2 separate regions of the Mus musculus genome follow, and region 2 is linked to region 1. Evidence: chromatin contacts called from public HiChIP or PLAC-seq data. All regions are on one chromosome and are shown on one strand. The core of a region is the stretch at or near the end of the contact, and the rest is flanking DNA. Distances in the headings are between cores, read along the strand shown.

Region 1 (5,754 bases), core at 3,133-5,632:
TGGGTTTTCCCCAGAAGGCTTCCACTTGCCTGTTTTCTATCTACTTTGAGACGACAGAGTTATCTAGTAGAGTGTGTGTGTGGGTGTTTGCATTTAGAAGTCTGAAAGTTTATGGGGGGGGGGGGGTGCGCGCACGCATGCAAAAACATTTACTTGAATGCACTACGAAAAGTGTTAGGTTTTAAATGAGAGAAATAAGAGTCCAAAGCCAACCTGGCTATCATCTGGAGAACACTATGCACTTCTGGAAAATCCTGCCCTCTGATAGGGACATTTCTATTGGATAATTTCAGGACTAAATACACAACTGACATGTTACTAAAACAAAACAACCAACTGATTTTCTAGACCAGTTAGGCTTTTAAGAGGTTTTTTGCAGCTTATGGTTGTTTTCAGACCGTTGGCTTGATTTACTTGTCTTGACACAGCATCCATCACCCATTCTAAAAAAGCTCATTTGTTTTTGTGTTGAAACGTTCTCTGAGCTTAGAGGTTTTATGTGCTGCAGTCATCAAAGCATATGTTTAATTGGTGATGTACTATTTTTTTTCTTGATAGGTGTATAAAATAGCAGTGCACCTTCACTCTGTGTCATCTAATTGAATAAACAAGGTATTTGTACAGCATTGCAGGCACTTGCTACATTATAGTCTGTTTACTCACAGGAAATCCCTCCTTATGAAACCAAGGGAGTGATGAGAGCCAGCTTTTCCTCCAGAGAAGCAGACAATCACACAGCCTTCATCCGGATAAAGACGAATGCATCAGACAGCACCGAGTTCATCATTCTCCCGGTTGAGGTTGAAGTTACAACAGGTCAGTGAGAGCTGACTGAGTGCAGGTTTGTTCAGCACGCCCTGCCCTGGCTGAGAGAGTGATCATTGTGCACTGTTCTTTTCTCCCAGCTCCTGGAATCTATTCCTCAACTGAAATGTTAGATTTTGGAACACTTAGAACACAAGGTAAAGTAGCAAAAGCCTTTCTGGGTCTGACTTAGTTACTTTTTTGTTGCTGTGAAGAGACACCATGGCCAAGGCAACTTATAAAAGAAAGCATTTAATTTGGGGGCAGGGGGAGTTGCTTAGAATTCTAACGGTTAATCCATGACCATCGTCATGGGAGCATGGCAGCAGGCAGACAGGCATGGTGCTTGAGGAGTAGCCAGGAGCACACGTGTTACCTGCTAGTTGGAGGCCAGGAGAGCCCACCCTGACAACATGGCCACACCTCCTAATCCTTCAGAATAGCTCTACCTCTGGGGACATTCAAATGTCTGAGCCTGTGGGGGCCATTCTCATTCAGACCAGCATGAGCCGTAAAGTAATCCACTTGGGATTCAGTTCTGATGGCTCTGCTTGTAATTCAACTTGAAAGCCATTTCTCAGTGGGTCCTGTGATTTTTGTAGAAAGTGTTTTTTCGAAACCTCCTCCCCGGTGAGAAAATAGGGTGAGGTAACTTGAATCTTCAGGTAGAAAACGGAGTCAGAAAATAGTTTCTTTTTTTAAAAGATTTATTATTATAAATAAGTATGTATTTGAGTACACTGTAGCTGTCTTCAGATGCGCCAGAAGAGGGCATCAGATCTCATTATGGGTGGTTGTGAGCCACCATGTGGTTGCTGGGATTTGAACTCAGGACCTTTGGAAGAGCAGTCAGTGCTCTTACCCATTGAGCCATCTCATCAGCCCCCAGAAAATAGTTTCTTAATCTAGTTCCTCACACATTCAATGTAATAAATATTTTTATTTATCTTAGTGATCAAAGAAAGAATTCTAATTTTAAAATTATAAACAACCAAGCTAAGATGATGATGATGATGATTAAGGAAAAAGTACAAAATTTGAGATTGATTTTGTAATTTGTAATTAAGACTTACTTGTCCAGGATTAAAGGCCATATTTTTGAAATTTAATTTGCTTTTACTATACTAATTTTGCATTGTATTTGATGAGGTAAAGATTCTAATTTGCTGTGAAGCACACCTTTTAAAGAAACACTTCTTTTCTTCCATTTCAACAGATCTACCAAAGGTTTTAAATCTTCATTTACTAAATTCAGGAACAAAGGATGTACCAATAACAGTAAGTTTTTGAGTGTCGGCGCACACACACACACACACATACTCACACTGTGTGTGCATACACGTGCACATGCGTTTGTGTGATTTAACAGCAGGGTTAAGTCCTTGCTCTGTATTGTGGTGACCTGTAGACTCTTGGTTGTATGTAGGATATGAGAATCCTGGTCTTCATTCATCTACTCGTTCATTTAATAACTGTCAGCATCAGCTGTGCACTAGACTGCATCCTGAAGGTGGAGCTGTGGCTCAGACTGCCCAAGTCCCCCTTACCGTTGAGCTCACTTTGAACCCAGACTTCTTTGGGTCCATCTAAGTGTGGTAAGGAAAGGATCAGCCGACTTACACATTGTAGACAAACGCTGTGCCTACTTTGGCACAAGCGTAAAAGATGAGAGAGACCAGCCAGTGCTGTCATGGTGCTCAGTCGGGGAGGTCACATGGGCGTAGATCTCTCTCTTACATTCACTGAAAACTGAGTTTTCTGAGAACCAAGCTTTGCTTTGTCGTGCTTTCTGTTTATTTCAGCATTTCTTTCACATAGTATAACAAGATTAGAGCCTGGTGTGTCTTTAGAGAAGTCATTTTCCTCCAGTTAGGCTGTGCTGAATGTTAATGTGTATTTTATTCATTTCTCTTCCAAGATCTATTCTCTCTTTAAACACTGTGGTCCTTCCCAGTGTGTGATAGCAATTCAGGGAGCTCCAGATGTGATCCCCTGACCATGCACAGAAGGCCCACATTCAGGCCCTCCTGTCTGTCATGTAACTGAGAAAACAGCCTTCCTGATATCATGACACCCATGTGCCTCAGATATCTTCAAAGGGAGGCTTGCATGAGCTTCCTTGGTAGTTGATGAGTGGGAGCCATTTGTATCAGCTTGACATTTGCTCTAGTGAATGTATACACAAAATATCCAGTTGCTATGTACTAGCCGGTTTCCCCTCGCTTGTTGGCATGCTCTGACTGCTCAATATGTCTTGGAATCTTTTTTTTAAAAAAAGACAAAAAACCAAGGTCTCACACGTGGCTCTGAACTCACAGAGATCTACCTCAGCTTCCTAGGTACTGGGATTATAGGCATGCACACCACACCTGACATAATTACTGAGTGCTAGTTTGACCTGAATATCATGAGAAAAGACTAAACATGTATTAAGAATAGATGCAAGCATCAGATCCCATTACAGATGTTTTGATCCTCCAGGTGGTTGCTGGGAATTGAACTCAGAACCTCTGGAAGATCATCAGTCAGTGCTCTTAACCACTGAGCCATCTCTCCAGCCCTGCTTTCCCATTTCTTAAGTCATCTTTGAATTAGCAGTAGTTAGTAACTAGTACTAAAGTGGCTAGTATAAATAAGTTCATTACAAGGCAATGATTTTGAATAATTTTTTCATCTTAAGTTACCTGAATGAACTTTAAGTATTTTATTGTGATTTTTGTTTGTTATTTATTTATTTGTTATTTCCTTAGACAAATGAGTTTTACCTGATGATTCAGGTTTATTTTTAAGAGTGCACAGTTCAGACTCCTTGTGTAAAGTGGCTCACCAACTTTACATTTGTTCACTATTAGTGCAGTATGTTTTGCAGTGATAACTCTGAATGTAAATTCTCTCTCTCATTTGGCAATGCTTAAAGTATTGCATTTGAAGTGAAAGAATCATTTTTTTTCAACATGTATTTTAAGATCTTCCTGCTTATAACAACTGTATCTCAGCAAAAAAACATGACTTGTTCTTTCTGGTACGGTTTTGCAAGGCTGCTACCACAGAGAGCATGCTACGGTGTGGCCCCTCAGGAACCGCTGCAGCAAGGGAGCATGTCTGGACATGGCCGTGCTTCCATTGTTGCTGTCTCACAAGGTAGACAGTGAAGGAAAGCCCTCTGAGGCCTCAGCTCACAAGGCCAGCTCTCTAGCTCCGCAGACAGATCATACCCTAGAGAAATTCTCACAGGTGGGGAAGTGAGCCTGAGTGTGGCCACGAGCAGCTGGGGCTCCAGCTGCACTCCTGCTGCCTGCCTGCCTGCCACGTGTGCTCCGTGGCTTCCCTTGCTCGGGTGGTAAAATCGTGCAATAAAAGCAAAAGAAACTTCCTTCCATTTGCAGCTTAGCTCACAGTTCTAGCTGTTCTTTGTTTACTCTCAAAATGCTTACATATGCTTGAGGGGATGGAGAGGTCTGTGTTTTAGACGGTTGCTACTAACAGTAAGCTTATTGATAAGTAAGGAATTGCTGTGAGCAGATCTTCTGGTTCCCAGCCCAGTCTTCAGCGCACAGTGAAGCAGATGAGAAGCTCATGCTGGGAGAGCAGAGGTGCAAGGATTCCAGCAGTGCTTCTGCGGGAGGGAGGGAGCAGTCCTTAGGGTGCCCCAGCCTGTGAGGTCTTGCTAGCCCCCAGGGCTAATGGCAGTGCGTGGGAGAGTGAGCTGCCCTGGCAGGCCCTGGAGTTACTCTAATCTTCTTAAGTCCCTGCCATAGCAAGCACCAGGCTGCAGGCCAGTGTCCTTTTTCATATTCTTCTCACTTCTGTTGTGGCTTCAAGGGACTCACATTTGATGCTCAGACTGGGAAGAGTTCTCCTTTATAAGGATCAGCCTCGACTGGGGAGGAATCTAGTGCCCTGCCGGCCGTGAAGCAGGCATGAGCTTCACAGGTGGAGGATTGTCCTGGGGGGAGGGGGGGGGATAAGTGGGCTTTGATGTCAAGTTCACACAGCCCCAATGATTTGATACTTAGAATTAAGGTTACTGTGCAATTTGTATACCAGGATGTCAGACAAGTGGCCCTGTACCGAGTCAGGAGCCTGGCTTCAGTCCTCTCGGTACCCGACTGTTGAAACATTGCGTTATACTCTGAGGCTTTCTTTCTTTTTTTTTTTTTTAGATTTGCTTATTTATTTATTTATTTATTTATTTATTTATTTATTTATTTATTATATGTAAGTACCCTGTAGCTGTCCTCAGACACTCCAGAAGAGGGAGTCAGATCTCGTTATGGATGGTTGTGAGCCACCATGTGGTTGCTGGGATTTGAACTCCTGACCTTCGGAAGAACAGTCGGGTGCTCTTACCCACTGAGCCATCTCACCAGCCCGAGGCTCTCTTTATTAGAACAGTGCGGATAGAATTGATATCTTTGAATTCTTTCAGTTAAAATGATTTGTATCATTGAGGATAATTTAAAAAAATAAACCTTATAAAGTGTTCAATTTAAATATATACTAAAAATACACCATTTAGTGGGGTGTTTGTTTATTTGTTTGTTTGTCTTAACTTTAAGTTTGTGTAGATAGACCTGATTTCCTAAGTTGTAAGCATCCGAGCCTCACTTCCAAGTTCAGTGCCTCTGTAGTGAGCCTCAGTCCCTAGTGCTCACTAGAGTGCAGCCTTACCCTTTGACAGTGGACCGTGCTTACCCTGCCAAGCTGGGGAGAAACACTGCAGAGGCCACATGGGGTCACAGTGCCCTGAGGTGTGCTCACTCTTCCTACTAGGACACAGTTTCAGGGCACCTTTGTGTGTGGCTTTCTTCAAGATGGATGAGTCTTGAGATATCTTCTTGTCCTCTTATCTTAGAAAGTAGGCTTTCATGTAGAGAAGGAGACCTTTAGGTTTCCCATGTGTGAGTTCGTCCTGAGGTGTCATACTTAGTCATCTCATACTTTGCCATC
Region 2 (5,923 bases), core at 2,115-4,614, 680 kb before region 1:
TCCCCATCCCCACCCCCGTCCCCATGTGGTCATGCCCGGCCTCTACTTCTCTACTCTCTCCCTCTCTCTGCCTTTCTCTGCCTCTACTACACTCTTAATTCCCCTCCTTATGCCCTAAATAAACTCTATTCTATACTATACCATCGTGTGGCTGGTCTCTCAGGGGGAGTGGATGCTTGGCATGGGCCTGCCTAGGCACCCCCTCCCCACACTCCCCGCCAGAACATATAGCTCCTTCTCTTTTTATGATCACATCAGTTATACTCACACTGGTGTCCACATAGTGTGGGGTTCAGCTCAATCCAGTACTGTAAGACTTCTCAGTTGTGGGGCCAAGTGGACAGCTGCCTTCTGGGCTACACACACACACACACACACACACACACACACACACCCTGCCCCCATCTGTCCCAGCATGGATTCCCTCTGGCTGTTGTGCTAACTCTTCTCCGTGTGTGTGCAGGTTCTATTGGCCAGGTGTGTATGTGCATAGCTTAGACTGGCTCCGGTTGCTGCTGTGCATGCTCATAGCCTCTGGTCAACTTGGCATTTGTAAAGAGCATTTGAAACCTTGCAGAGCTGTCTTCTGGGGACTCCTGTTGAGTGTTTGGCTGGTCTGCCAGCCCATTGCCCACTCCAAATGCAGCAAGAGCCTGGGGCTAGTCTTTGTTCTGCCTGTCAATTGCTAAGTGCACTGGCAACACTGGGCATCAGATGAACCCTTTGGGGGATCAGGGAAGTTAGTTTCCAAGGCCTGCCTCCCCACCCCTTGCTGACCTTCTGACATGGCAGAACTGGGGAGGGATAAGGGTAGCTTCAGCAAGAAGGTGCGGGAGGCTTTGTGCTGTTCTTTAGACTCCAAATCCAGGCTTCTTTTTTTTTTTTTAAATGAGTGAACACTTGCCAGTCTGAACCGTCTCTGGTTTACTTCCAGTGTAACTGAAATGGCCGTTTTTGACTCTTAACCAGCCTTGTAGTTGCTTTCATGGAGAGAGGATTTGTGAGTCTCCACTTGCCTTTTTGCCAGAAGCCAGGCACCCCTGTCTCATCAGGTGCTGTGAAGAGCAGCTTTTGTAAGGGGCTCTGAAAACCCAGCCCATGAGATCACTGCTGTGGCCACGCTGCCTGTGTATGTGAAAAGGGTAGTTAGGCATTATAAGTGAGAACCTGGTTTCAAAACAAGTCCTAAGAGGGGCCAGAGTGTGGACCTGGGCTCTGCCAAGTTGGCCAGCAGCCTGTCTTGTTTATGTATTAACGTTGACAGTTGGGCCCCTTGGCCTGGGAATGCTATTATTTTCCCTTCAGCTTAGCTGGCTGGCAGCCATTTCCTAAAACAGTCTCCTAATCGAATTTTTCCAGGTTGGAAAGCTGTTCAGGCATGTGCTGTGCTCCAGGTTGTCTGGAATCTATGCTGCGTGTATTCTTAACTCTGAAAGGAAATTATTCATGGGTGACATATTAGAGGAGACTAAATTGAGAACATTGGGTTATTACAGAACATTAGCTAACTGGCTTTTTGGTGCTACTTCAGAAAGACTGCCAAGTAGATCTTGGAGATAGGAGCAGTTGTCCAGCTGTAGACCCAGTGGACGGTGACTGTCTGGATAAAGGCATCTCATCTCCGACAGCACAGAGACAGGAGGAGGACTGGCTGCTTAGTGGGATGCAAATGCCTGGGGGTTTTAAAGGCCAGCGAGAGGAATCTGCGGCAGCATTTGCAACCTTTGGCTTTCATTTTTCTGTACTAGTGGGTCTCAAAATGTAATCTAGAAGAAAACAAGACCTCTAGCCTGTTCGGGAGGCTTACAAGTATGAGACGATTTCATAGTAGTAAGCGAGGGGCCTGCTCCAGTGTTGTAAAGGAGCAGGCGTAGTTGTGAGAGTTGTTTTCTGCTAAGCCAGACATGCATGAGATTGGATAAAGCATGATACTCTTTTTCTTGTTTGCTTTGTTCTGTGTTATTGAGAAAGGGCATCACTGCGTAGCTCAGACTACACTCAGACTCATAACCCTTCTGTGTTAGCCTTCCAGGTGTGGGGCAGGCATCACCATGCCCAGCTTTGCTGGTGTTTTCAAAGTGTCCTCCTGAATTTTATAGCATGTATTTTTGATAGATCCTAACATGAATTACTAATATGAATATTGGTATAATTCATATAAAAGCTCTTTAAGGCTCACTGATTATTTTGAGAACAAAAGTCTGAGCACTGTAGGCTGGGGTGGTGGGGTAAGCCTTAGCTACATAACCATGAGACCTTCGGTTCTGAACCCCCCCCCCCCCAGTACATATGCAAAAAGCTGCCTTTTTCCTTTTGGTAATCCTGGTGGTAGTGGAGACAGTAGGCTCACGGTGGGGGTGGGGGGGAGTTGACCAGCTAGTCTAGTCACAATGCTGAGCTTTGCCTATAAGATGAAGAGCAATAGAGAAGGCACCCAGCATTGATCTCCAGCCTCCACACAAACTCGCTTAGCACACAACAAAACCATGTGAGAACTATCTACACAAAGACCCTTGTATTAATAGTAATAATAATAATAATAATAATAATAATAATAATAAATGGTGTGTGTGTGTATGGAGGTCAGGACAACTTGGAGGAGTTGGTTCTTTCCTTCCATCATGTAGGTCTTAGGAATTGAACTCAGGTCCTCAGGCTTGGTAGCAAGCCACCTTGCCTGCCCTGTATCATCTTTAAAATGACCATCATACTAGGCACATAACTTACTTTTATTGTTTACTGTAGGATAGTTGTCTCCTGTGTCATAAGTTTACTTGGTATGCAGTATTCTATTAATACAATCATAGTTTAGCTATGTAATATTTGATACATTCTCCATAAATGATTGATCAGTTTCTTTTGTTAGCACTGGGGATTGAACCTAGGGCCTCATGCATGCTAAGCTAGCACTGAACCCCTGAGCTATGTGTCTTGACCTTGATCACTTTCTCACAGTTTAAAAAGAATCGAAGAGAATCTAAGCTGATCTGCCTTTGTTGTTGACGTTTGGGGCTAAGTGGAGAAGTACTAGCAGAATTCCTAGTGTACAGAAAAGAGCTGGCATAGTTGACCCCTGGGACTTGTCATCAGAAAGGCCACCTGCATGGCTAGCCCTATGCTGGCATCTGCAAACTGGTGTGAAACTCTTAAGAGGCTGCTTGTACCTGAGTTAATTCTATGAGCCGTGTGGTTTAACTATTATCCTCCCACCCCACAACAGCCTTGGGTATTAAATCTGTGATGGACTTGCAACCCTTTGTTTATGTTGTCGGACCTCCTGCTAGAGGGCCTAGGTGTGCCCTGTACAATTCTACTGCAGTTCAGTTCTTGCAGGCTGCACCTGTTTCCTCTAGCCTCTTTCTGGATTTGCTGAGACAACCCCCTGCTGCGTGGCTGTGAAGCTCTTCAGACCTTTGTTCTCTGTCTAGCTACTTTGTATCTAAGGCACTATAACATAATGAGACCTAGCTCTTTCCCCTACTTAACTGTGAGGTTTTGTCAGCAGGTGTTCCAACCATCTTCCAAGTAGGCTTCCAAGATCCACCAGGAGGCTCAGAGGTAGACCAAGTTTCAGGAAACGAAGGAAGAAGGATGGGTTGGGTGCAATGCTGCTGCCAAAGTTCCTTCCCTAAGGTCCTAAGGTCCTCCTTCTAAGGTACCGTTCTCAGAGGTCACCTAAGGGAACCAGTGAATGCATAGGCTTCCTTACAGAACAGTGGGTCAGGGGTTATGGACAGGAGTGGAAGTGACATTAAAGCAGCCACATTGGAAAGTCTGCTTGTAGTGTAGTTATACCACACTCTCCTTATGCCTCCTTACTCTCCCAGACCCTGTGAAATTAGGGCAGAATTATGTACTACTGCAAGGGGTGACTGGATAGTCTCATGACCCTTCCTTGCTGTCCCCTCCATTGTGAGGGATGATCATCAGGCCCAGCTGGGATGATTTTGGTGGTGGTGGTGGTGGGGGGATCAGCCCCAACAAAACTGAAGATGGAGACGGTTTGGCTGGGAGGATGGCCTACAAATTTGATCATGATGCAGCAAGGGATGGTCTCAGATAACACTGGAGGTCTTTCAGAGAGATCGGCAGGAGCCTTTTAAGGGTTTGTAGCTGCATCTTTGTAGAGGAGAAAGTTGGCAGGGCATCAAGGTCAGCCAGTGGATTCCAGAGTACATGGGGACTGAAGGGTTGGAGTGAGGGAGGCAAATGGACGAGGGGTGCTAGGTGAATGGAAAAAAAAAATAAAAGGAGAATGCGATTACTCCTGAGTATGGTGGAGGAGAAGGCTCATTGTATATACGAGGGAGAAGACAGCCAGAGGCATCTGGAAGAGTCCAGGGTGGACATGACCAGCAGACCGAGCTATGCCATGTGAAGGGGCAGGGGAGGGGAGGAAGAGGAGAAGACAAAGAGGCCAAGAGATAGAAAGGGCCAGAGTAGCCAAAATGGCTGGATTATATAGGGAAGAGCCACTGGGGGAAGGGCAAACCAGCTCTGTCCCTGGTGGCAGAAGATTAGAGAAGGGGATGGGGTGTGCCAGTTACAATACAAGGGTAGAGACTGTGAGGGATGCAGGGAGAAGCTGAGGCCAGAGTCTGCTCAGATATGGTAATAAGTACCTTAGCATTTGTCCTGGGTTTGAGACCTCACACTAAGCACTGCTATACCACTGTAGTGCCAGCCTCGGATATACGAGACCCAAGGAGTTTCTGAGAGCTGTACCCAGGCTCCTTATTCCCAGGTAGGGATGGGTGGGTGGGAATCTGGGAACCTGACATGGCCTTTGATTCTCAGCAGGGAGACAGACCTGTGTAGGCAGGGAGGTAGGCACTACTCCAGATGGCCTCTGTGGACACTCCTGACCAGAAGAAGTTATCCTTCCATGTGGTCTCCGCTGACCCCCTCATTGGGGAGATCTACTGCTGGAGTAGGGTAAAAGCCTTCAACGCTGAGTTGTATGAAGTATATCCTGCATGTTCATGTGACCAGGACCTTGTGTCACAGTGGAACTTTAGATTTGGCTGTAATTGATGGGATAGGAAGAATGGGACTCGGATTCTGCTTGAGGTGTGTGTGGCTAGAGTAGAATAGTACTCATCTGAGCTTCCTGTGTGGCATGTAGCCTTATACATAGCCCTTGACTGTAGTGAGCCCGACATCTCCCTCCCCAGTGCCCCTGCCCCTCCTCCTCCCTCTCCCCTACCCCCCTCCGTTCATGGATGTTGCACCAGCAGAGGCCAGAAGAGGGTATCAGGTCCTTTGGGCCTTGAAGTTCAGCTTCTTGTTTCTTCAAAGCCAGCTTAGGGTAGAGATGGAGGGGGTCTTTATAGAGAGGATATTTGCTAGCAAGACAGTCTTAAATAGTCCATCATCCCAGAGGTGAGACCCATCTATCTGCTTTATCATGTATTCTGTTCATGAGAACAAAGCTTTTTCCTTCTCACACTCAAGAATGGAGTTCTAGGTGATTGTTAGCCATCTGACACGGGTGCTGAGAACCGAACTCTGGTCCTCTATAAGAGCAGCAAGTGTTCCTAACTGCCGAGCATCTCTCCAGCCCTGTGGACTTTTTTTGGTTGCTTTTTTTGTGCACCTGTTGGTACCTTTTCTAGTCCCCATATAGAACAGATGAGGTAAAGAGACATTCAGAGACATCAATCTGTTGTTGCCTGGGTTCCAAGGACTTCACCCTTTTGTGCCTTCTGCTTGCTAGAGAATTATTGTTTATAACACTTGGCCTTTAATGGTACATAGCAAGAACAGAAAGTGTGTCTTTTATAGATTTCTTGATCTCATAAAAATCCTTCAACTGGAAATTAACATTCTAAAACTGTCTTTATGGACAACTTCATAGTAAACGTCAATAGTTGTTTTTTAGTAGCATATATAAATTTATATGCTTTACAAATTGCCACAGTTC

The links. HiChIP or PLAC-seq counts read pairs in DNA pulled down with a chosen protein or histone mark.
Region 2: an H3K27ac HiChIP or PLAC-seq map of T-cell acute lymphoblastic leukemia shows a contact between it and region 1, with 3 times the contacts expected there. The contact joins two enhancer-like sites. A contact is called at or near these places in 2 of 115 datasets of contacts at active chromatin or transcription factors (T-cell acute lymphoblastic leukemia and embryonic stem cells).

What each region holds. Positions count from the first base shown.
Region 1 is chr1:36,829,824-36,835,577 of GRCm38.p6, reverse strand. Tmem131 (transmembrane protein 131) reads left to right here. Exons shown (of 41, transcript NM_018872.2): 9 at 666-816; 10 at 906-962; 11 at 2,021-2,082. Among named protein-coding and RNA genes, the nearest start is that of Zap70, 71 kb to the right of the region's middle. Within about 2 kb of position 4,382, at least 82 of the 459 cell types and tissues checked have an H3K27ac peak or open chromatin away from gene starts, as enhancers often do. A contact at or near this core is called in T-cell acute lymphoblastic leukemia, where this site is marked.
Region 2 is chr1:37,507,847-37,513,769 of GRCm38.p6, reverse strand. The region is part of intron 2 of Mgat4a (mannoside acetylglucosaminyltransferase 4, isoenzyme A); the gene reads left to right. Among named protein-coding and RNA genes, the nearest start is that of Gm39627, 7.2 kb to the right of the region's middle. Within about 2 kb of position 3,364, at least 18 of the 459 cell types and tissues checked have an H3K27ac peak or open chromatin away from gene starts, as enhancers often do. A contact at or near this core is called in T-cell acute lymphoblastic leukemia, where this site is marked.